Linked DNA regions of Danio rerio: region 1 is linked to region 2. The links are chromatin contacts, called in public Hi-C maps. All regions are on one chromosome and are shown on one strand. The core of a region is the stretch at or near the end of the contact, and the rest is flanking DNA. Distances in the headings are between cores, read along the strand shown.

Region 1 (4,900 bases), core at 234-2,733, 170 kb before region 2:
CATTTTGATGGAAAATAACTTGACTAGGAAAATAGTGTATATCAATACCAGAAAACTATTTTAATGCATTGAAGTTGAATGCAAGAGTTAGATGTAGAAAATGAATGCAAGACTTTCAAGTGCTTGTCTAAGTGGCACTCCTTCTCCACATCTAATCCTGGAAGTTTTGATGAACTTCAAGAATGCACTGTCTGAGAACTTTAAAGAGCCTCAGGAATGTGACTTCAGATGCATTGCCTTGATCCAGAGAGCGATTAAATCCATCACAGGATTTACTAAACCGTTTTAATAAAGCGCCACCAGCTCAATCGGTCCCCATCACTACCAAGATAATAACAAGAGTGCATGGTCCTCAGACAGCCAGTCTCAAATTTGCAGTAACTTTACAGCTGCATTCACAGTCAAGAACTCAGCGTAACACTGATGAAGGCAGGGTCAAGCGCAGTAACATGATTGCACCTTGCTTGTTAACCTAACAAGCAGGTGATTAATTTTAGAAGCTAATCTTGTGGTACCAAAGTCAGGAGGAAATACCTCCGGTGGCCTAATCCACTAAGGCTTGGACCAAGACACTCACTGTGCTGCTCAGCAAGGGCCTTTGTGCTGGACAGGTATTAGCTGACAAGTGCAGGTCTGGCCTGCGATAGTTATGAGCTCGAGAGGAGGCCTACCTCAATGACTGCAGAGCTGAAAGGAAGGGGCGGAAGGAGCCCATTCTCATCAAGGGTTTCTCCTTTTTACATGCTAGGCTTGCATTTTCTATCCTCTTGCAGTGGACATGAAAGCGTCTGGATCTCAGAGTGTCCTTTGTGTGCTTTTATATTGGACAGCATCTGAATCTAAGCAGTCAGACTATTTGGTGTTCTGATTCTCAATGAAGCCCATTCACTCAAACCAAGATTTGCTCAAGTTTGGAAACACTGTTTGAAAGTCAAGACGTCCTTGTTCACTTTTTGTCCAGTAAGCCATCCAATTAAAAAGGGATCTGTAGCAGAGTGTTTTAAGAGATGTTGGCTATGTGGCCATATATAAGATTACCGACTTTACCTATCCTGTTTTGTTATCAATAAAATTATACTGCTAAGTGGCAGCTTTCAAGTTTGGAATATTTATATCCCTGAAAACTGGGCAGTGAGTGACATAAATAAACACAGTGGAGGTTCATCTTATCTGAGCTACAAAAGGCATGAGTGTGCCACTGCTAAAGGCTATAGTGAACTTTGACCCTATGGGCCACAGAGAGTGTTTGTCCCTCCATAATTGGACAGAAGGGTCCTTTCGCTCTTCATTTAACCTTTTCTGACTGATTCTTTCTTCCCTAGTAGCCACAAAGCCCCTGGTCCTGACCCAGTTGTTCCTGGCATATCTTTCCTCCCCCAGTCCAGGCCTTTGAAAGCTGGAGAAAAGCTGGAGTGTGCTTGCCCTGTCAGGAACAATGGAAGAGTTAGTGACCCCTGACCTCAAGGGCTTTGAGATTTCTTCCTGGATCAGGAGCTGCCTTTCTCCATGGTTGGTTACTGCACTGCAGCTCAGGAACAGAATGAGGGTAAACACTTGTTAAGAAGTGATTCTTCTTCTCCTTCATCCTTGCACTCCCCCATCTCCTTTCTTTCTCTCTCTTCTTTCTGTCTTCTTGGTTCTTTTGTGTCCATGTGTTAAAGAAGTTAAGACAGGTCCTCTCTTCTGGCAGCATCCTGGCAGTCCATCACTGTCACAAACACAATGTCCATCAGTCACAGATCACACACACTTAGTAACTATATGTATTTACGACCGAGAACTGCCAGAGCTGTTGCTTTTACCTTCCTGATATTTCTATAGAGATTCAGAACTGACCAAATGCAATAAACCGATAATAGCACACAATATGTTAGAAAAATTATGTTGTTGTAGAACAAGGTAACAGTTTGGGTGAAACTTTAATGAATGTAGTTACATGAATTTCAGAAATCATTTCGCTGTAATAACAGCATCACTTAAACTTCATAAACTTTATGTATTTATTAATGACCTACATATAATAGTCTTATTTCACTTTTAATTTAATTCAGACTATTCACCAGGTTTTCAATGTAGTCCCAGGCCTTTGGATTTTACCTTATTTTGCTACTGGGAATACATTCTTAAATTAGAGTTTCCCATAACTGTTGGACATTATCTCAATCCCTTTGCAGTTTTACCATGCAGGATGACACCTCCACCCCAGGAGGGCTGGTAGTCAAGGTGACCAGAGTCTTGTCCTCTTATGTATCCAGATGCTGAGCATGTGGCTGTACAGCAAAAGCAGGCTGAGAGCGGCCTGTGAGGGGTCTATGAGTGGGCAGAAACATATGGGCTGAAAAAGGAGACCCACTGGGGCTTGCAGCTCCAGGGACCGTGGAAGGCTTTGTCTTGGGCCCAGCCCTCCACAGCACTTAATAGTGCAGAACAGCATTGTACAGTATTGTCAAGTGCTGCCTGTCTTTAGTGTGTGGACACCCATGAAAAGAGACCCTCTTCTGCTTTCTCTCTCACTTTCTTTTGCTCAGTAGGTGTTTTAGTGCTTTTCTTTTAACCCATTCTTTTTGTCAAATCACCTCTCTGCTTCCTTTTTGGCTTTTTTTGTCCAATCTGAAATGTTCTCTTGACTGATGACCAGAGAGGGACTAAGTGAACCAATTTCCATTTCTGTATTGTCTGTGTGTCCTTAGTCCCATAAAGCAAAAATCTGTAGCTACAGCTGCTACAATACTATGGCTAAAGTAGCTGTTGTGTTTTAAGAGTTGTGGTCTGTAAAGGTTAAACACCTACTCTAGATTAAGACTTATGCGATATGTAGTGGATTAAGGTCTGGAAGAAATGATTGTAAGTCTGTTTGTTTTCAAGAGAAGAAAAACTACAGCATTTACCAATGCTTTACATTAAACAGCCCAGGCACATTGGAATTACATGCTTCAGCCTACATTTTTGTGAAACCGCAAACCTAGTTCAACATACCTTTGACTAGTTTTAAGGTAAAATGAACACTATGGGGAAGTGTGATGCCAATAACATCTGTTACTTTTCACACTAATTATATTTACAGGGAAATATTGCAGATAAATAAAGAATAATGTTTGTGCCATGTAGGGTTGTAACAATATACTGGTATGACGGTTTACCACGATTTGAACGATTATCATACCATGAACAATTGCATATCAACGGTTTTAACCCTTAAAGACCGAGACAGCCGCCCGCGGCTAAAAAAAAGTATTGCTCTTAAATGTTTTATAACTTTTGATCCGCTGATCCGATTCATACAATTCAATTCAGATTGGCATAAAGAAGAGAATCTCAGCTTTCCAGTGCTGTATCACATAACATTCGCGGACTTTCAGAGGCTCCGGAATCAGTGCGGTTACGTCATCAAAATTTGACAACGCTGATTTGACAAAGAAACGCTCGTCACTGTGTCTCCGGACAAACCAGACATGATACATTGATGCATTGTCCCTCCTCCATGCCCAGATTGGTTCAAACTCGCTATATCACAACCAATAAGCATAGGTTTCACTTTTGTTTGTGGACCAACACTGAGCTTTTTGAACAACACGGAATGAGAGATAGGCATACATTTCTGCGCGGCTAAATAAAACGCAAAAAAAAAAAAAGTTTTGCATGAAATAATTCTCATACTAAGTACTTTTGCATGCACAGCAGCACAGAAACATGACAAAACAGTGACACAGCAAAGACGAACTGCTGCTCTTGCTGTTTTCAAAAGACACAAATGAAGGTGCAGCTGTTTGTCTGCATTGCATACAACCATATCCAAATCCATATCCACAGACAACCATATCCATGCTGGCACATAAAACCTAAGGATGTTCCATATTGAATCTAGTTTCGTTATGTAACTATTTATAGATTAGTAAATATTTATATCTATTTTTTTACTGAGGATTTGCACCATGTTTATTTGGACCTTGACACATTATTTATTATTTTTTTATTTGTTCATTTTACAAGTGGACACATTCTCTCACCTCAGCGGTCAAGATTAAGTCCTGAAAATCTCAACATGCTTACATTTCTTCATCACAACCTAGACTGAAAAAAACAACGCTTTAAATACATGTTTACAGCCATAAACTTGGTATTGCACTTTTGGTCTCCCATTTATCCTGCTTATAAGGAAGGACAGTTTAAGTTTATTTTTGTCTAATCTTAAAAGACCCTGCTTGTTTATTCCTTCTAATTTAATTTATTAAAATGGGAGATTTTTCAGTTTATTTTTATAAAAGACTTCTATAGTTCTATTAAAATGGTTCTTTCAAAAGTTTGTTGAAATAAAACCTTTGTTCAGTCAGAAAACGTGTTCTTATTCTTTTCAGGGTCTTTGCTATGAGAATTACTATTTAATACCGTATACCGCGAAACCGTCAAACCGTGGTATTGTTTTAGACGATTATCATACCGTAAAAAATTCATACCCTTACAACCCTAGTGCCATGCTTTGCAGAACACCACTCATCTGTCTCTATTTGGACAACTTTTCTGGCGATGTCAGTTTGCTCAGTTGCTCAGTATTCTGTTCTGTATTATATTTGTGATGCATAGCACTCAGGTTCAAGTTTGGTCAAGGACGGTTCACAAAAAGATAAAAGCAATGTATGATTATACAACTATGTGGTCAAAGTAGGGTTGTCATGATACTGGAATTCTATACTAATCGGTACTGAAGTTTTAAAAACGTCCATTTCCTGCAAATATGCAAATGAGCAAGTTCTTACTCCAACAAAGCTGATTTGCCCATGTGTACACATGCTCAACGGAAATGACGGTGTCTGACTGTAAAGGAGCATTTCAAAGTCACTTCGATCAGCTGGTTTGTCTATAAGCTGACATTACTCTTTGTCTATAAGCTGACATTACTACT
Region 2 (4,656 bases), core at 1,525-4,024:
GAAAAAAAATTTAAAAAGAAAAAAAAAATCAAAGGGGGGGGGGGGGTAATAATTCTGATTTTAACTGTAGTATAGAGGTAGTGATAACAAAAACAGTATATAAACAAATAATTAGTATTTGTAGACTACTTTTGGATTACTTTTAGATTACTATTGACCTAACTTGGCTATTTAGTTTACATTTTTATGTATGTTTAAATTTAAACCCACTTTCAACAGTTCACACTTACCTGATGATTGGTTATAAGCTAGTTTGGCATGCTGTCCAGGGAGAGAGCCCTGAGCTCATGAGATCCTCGAGCCAGGGGCTCCCTCCCATTTGCAGGGTTAGAGTGGAGTTTGAGCTCAGGTATATCCCACCCCACACCCCTTCTGCTGCTTAAGGGTTGCTATGAGTGTGTGGTGCTGGTGTAATTTGAATATGGTTCTGATTTGGTTTAGTCAATTAACTTATATCTCATGTTTTGGACTGTGGGAGGAAACCGGAGGACCCAGGAAAAACCCCTTATAGAGGAAAAAGAGGAGGAGAGGGGTGGAAGGGGGGATTTTTCAAGACGAAGATGGCAAAAGATAAGATGCTTTGATTATTTATACTGAGTTAGGAATTGTCTGATTGGTGGTTCGTACATTAGCTTGAATTGGGGCTGGCAATCATAAGCCCGTGATCCTCTTGAAATTAGTTTATAAATAAACTTCATCTAACTTCAGAGACATGAATCACAATTTTTTTTTCTCAACATTGTGTGATAAATACATAATATATAAATTATATGTTCCACAGTATTTACTATTATATTCCTAAATTTAGTTTAATACTAAAACTAAATACCAGCTCATACTAAACACAATTAAACTAATTGAAATCTAAAAGAAATATCTTTAAATCTGTATAAACTGCTAAGGTCAATATTATTAGCCCCCAAGCAATTTTTTTCCCTAATAAGATATGAATATACTATTTGAGTTGTTGATAACCAATGTTGAGGGGAACACATTACAAGTAACTCAAGTTACGTAATAATAGTACTTTTCTGAATAACGTGTAAAGTAACGCATTAGTTTTAAAAATGACGTAATAATGTTTGAGTTACTTTTTTAAAAATGTAATGTGAGTTACTATTTAGTTGAATTAATTTGCTTTTAAAAACTAAATTGCTGAATTAAAATGAACACAGTCATGTTGAAGCCCGCACACAATGAGAGAATGCATGCAAGAACAGACAGAAACGAAGATGACAGAGACTTACATATCTGCGATGGAAATATTCTCATTATTTTGAACACATGGAGGAAAAGGAAAATTTCTGAATGGACAGTGATTTCACTTTTTAATAAGACATAAAGTATGAAAGTAGCAAATCTATTGCTTTAAACTTTCATTAATCTGTATATACAGCATGAATAGTGTCAGGAAGTTCTTCGAAGACAACATTACCCCACATACATTTTTTATGTGTTTTTTTAAGGTAAACAATGTATATTATGTGTGTTTTTAATTGTAAAACTCCTCTATTTAAATAAAAAATAAGAAAAGAAAAAACCTAAAACCCTGCAAGTTTTGAGAGAGATCAAGACTCAGCCAGGTCAGAAAGCGTTACTCAAAATAGGACCACACGAAATCTGCACACACAGAAATCTGCAAATTTTTAGGCTATCATTGAGTATTTATTTAGTTGTGTAAATGTGTGTACATTTATATTTATTCAGTCTTTTAAATAGTTTCAGTAATATTGTTGACTATATGAAAGTGTTCGTTTGATTTATTTACAATACAGTATGTAAAGTCACATTCTCTGTCTTTAAGTAGATGTATAATATGAGAGACTTGCTTTGTTTACCAAATAAGTGGATCTAATAGAATTTGCATTGTGAGCTTTAAATAAAAGTTAAAACTGTATAGTTTCTTATTTGATAAATTAAGTTTCTAGTTATGATACTTCCAAAATAATGTTTCTACTAAATTCTTCGCAAAAAGTGTCACCAGATGACCCCTATGCTCAAAAGTAACGTAACACATTACTTACCATAAAAAGTAACTAAGTAAAGCAACTAGTTATTTTGGGGGGAGTAACTCAATATTGTAATGCATTACTTTCTAAAGTAACTTTCCCCAACACTGTTGATGACTGTGGAAAATCTGGAAATGTATCAACAGCCTGTAAAAACTCCTTTATTATAATAACTAAGTTTTCTCCTTTCATTAGGTGATTTTATTTTATCTCTAAATATTATCAAACTTCACCAAATTTTAATTGGAGTAAAACAAGAATACATTTTTAACCATAACTCAAGGGTTAAATCAATTAGAAAACCACGCTTAAGGAAGCAATTGCACAATAACACATATTCCAGTGTGTTGTTAACTGTACTAATTAGCACGATTCCTCACATCTTGTGACATATGGAGGCCACATGTCTGTCTGAAAAGCTGATAAGCTGATAGCAAGCTGATGGCAAGCTCAACTGATGTATGAGTTCAGTGGCTAACAGAAAGAAGAAGAAAAAACAGAGATGATAGTTCACTAAGCTCAATACTCTTATCCTACAAATATTTACGAACTTTATCCAAAAAGCATCATTTATAGTAAAAGCTCAGCCCTTTAACGGATAAGAGGGATTCTATTACACAGTCATACCAAATCTCTGCAACTGGATAGGACAATGGAGGTGTGTTATTAACCTAAAAATAACACTCATCCTATTCCTGCCTGGGTGACCTTTAATGCTTCAGAAGTGACTCATCATGAAGAGGAAGGCTGTGGTCTGAGACCCTTCCCTCAAGCCTCCCCCTCAGGCCTGGAAGAGGAGAACACAGCCTGTCCTCCGCTGACTGAGATCCTGCTCATGTGGACCTCAGCCAGACACACATGAGTCACACAACACTGATTGCATTCATCTCTTCTGTTTCAGATCTTAACGTAAAGACAGAGCTTTTGTGCAAATAATAAATAATAATATCAATTAAAATAGGATCGACACGGTGGTGCAGTAGGTAGCACAATCGCTTTACAGCAAGAAGATTGCTGGTTCGAGCCTCTGCTTGGTCAGTTGGCAGTTCTGTGTGTAGTTTGCGTGTTTTCCAAGTGTTCGCGTGGGTTTCCTCTAGGTGCTCCAGTTTCCCCCACAGTCCAAATACATGTGCTGTAGATTAATTGCTTTAGCTAAACTGGCCGTGTTATATGTGTGGGAGTCGGTGTGTATGGATGTTTCCCTGAGATGGGTTGCAGCTGGAAGGGCATCCGCTGCATAAAATGTGCTGGATAAGTTGGTGGTTCATATGGCTGAGGGAACCCCAATAAAGGGACTAAGCTGAAAATGAATTATTGAATGAATTAATAAATATAAACAGGTAAAAAAAGCTTATCTCAGACTAATACAGAATAATTTTGACATTTGTAGTACTGTGAGGTCAAAAAATATGAAACAAAAGCTGCATTTTTAGCTTAACTTCTGTCTCTGGAGTCACATGATCTTTCAGAAATCATACCAATATTATCATTTGCTGAGGAACATGCACGGCTGTTTTATTTTGATCAGGTTATTATTATTGTCATCAATACTGAAAACTATATTGTCTGCTTTATGTTGTGAAAATTATTTATAGGAAGATCAAACTGACAACATTTATTGGAAAAATATATTTTTTTAAATAATAAGAATACTGTAACGTTTATTTTTTTATTTTTCAAATATTATTATAATTGTATTCTTTGTATTTATTATTATTATTTTCCATTTTGCTGTATTTTTAACCATTCCTGTCAAAATTGTATTTTCAATATAAAAGTTTGTTAATTTATTAAGGTTCAATAAAAGGGAAAAAATTACAACCTTGATTGTCCTAAATGTTTTGTTAAAGCTTTAGAAAATAATCACAAATAAATGTTTTTTTTAAGAAATAACTGAAAAGAAAATAATAATAATGTACTTTTATATAGCACTTTTAAAACTTAGTTCTCAAAGTGCTTTACACAAAAAAGATACAGATATAAGAACTGCTTAGAGTAGCAGTACAATAGAAACATTCAAATTAGATAAAACATTAAAAATCTAGAAACAGATAATAAACTGGTAAAAGTGCATAGGCGAGTGTAAAGTTTTGTGTTTTCAATGATGATTTAAACAATCTAAAAGATTCAGCGTGTCTAATGTCATAGGGGAGAGAGTTGCAGAGCCTCGGAGCCAAGGAAAAGAAAAGGTATAGAGTGCAGACGAGTAGAGGGGACTGTTAAAAGACCAGAGTTGGAGGAACAGAGTTTACATTTTGTGTTTACTGACTTTAAGTCGATTTCAATAAATTTAAGGTGTCGTTTAGGGTTTAAACGATTTACTTAAAGGTTTTTAATTGTAATATACAGTGCATTCTGCAATAAATAAATCAATAATTAAATAAAGTAGCATAGCTGTTTTGAATATTAATGATAATAATAAAATGTAATAATAATTCAAAAAGCACTAAATGAGCATTTTAATAATTTCTGAAAGGTCAGCGAAGACTAGATGCTTTCTATTTGAATAATTGTGATTAGATTTTAAATAATAAAAAGTTATTATATTTCTTTCTTTTTTATTTACATTATTTCATTCAATATTTTATTGCAGCCTTGCTGAGCAGAAGGGACTTCTTTTCAAAACAGTAGTGTCCATAAAAGGAAC

What was found. Hi-C and Micro-C count contacts between places; a contact is called where the count stands out from the background.
Region 1: a Hi-C map of embryo shows a contact between it and region 2, with 2.3 times the contacts expected there. The contact joins two enhancer-like sites.

Annotation. Positions count from the first base shown.
Region 1 is chr23:26,384,839-26,389,738 of GRCz12tu, reverse strand. The region is part of intron 2 of LOC137489184 (a long non-coding RNA gene); the gene reads left to right. Among named protein-coding and RNA genes, the nearest start is that of agrn, 38 kb to the left of the region's middle. Within about 2 kb of position 1,483, at least 12 of the 62 cell types and tissues checked have an H3K27ac peak or open chromatin away from gene starts, as enhancers often do.
Region 2 is chr23:26,213,604-26,218,259 of GRCz12tu, reverse strand. No RefSeq gene overlaps it. Among named protein-coding and RNA genes, the nearest start is that of perm1a, 16 kb to the right of the region's middle. Within about 2 kb of position 2,774, at least 17 of the 62 cell types and tissues checked have an H3K27ac peak or open chromatin away from gene starts, as enhancers often do.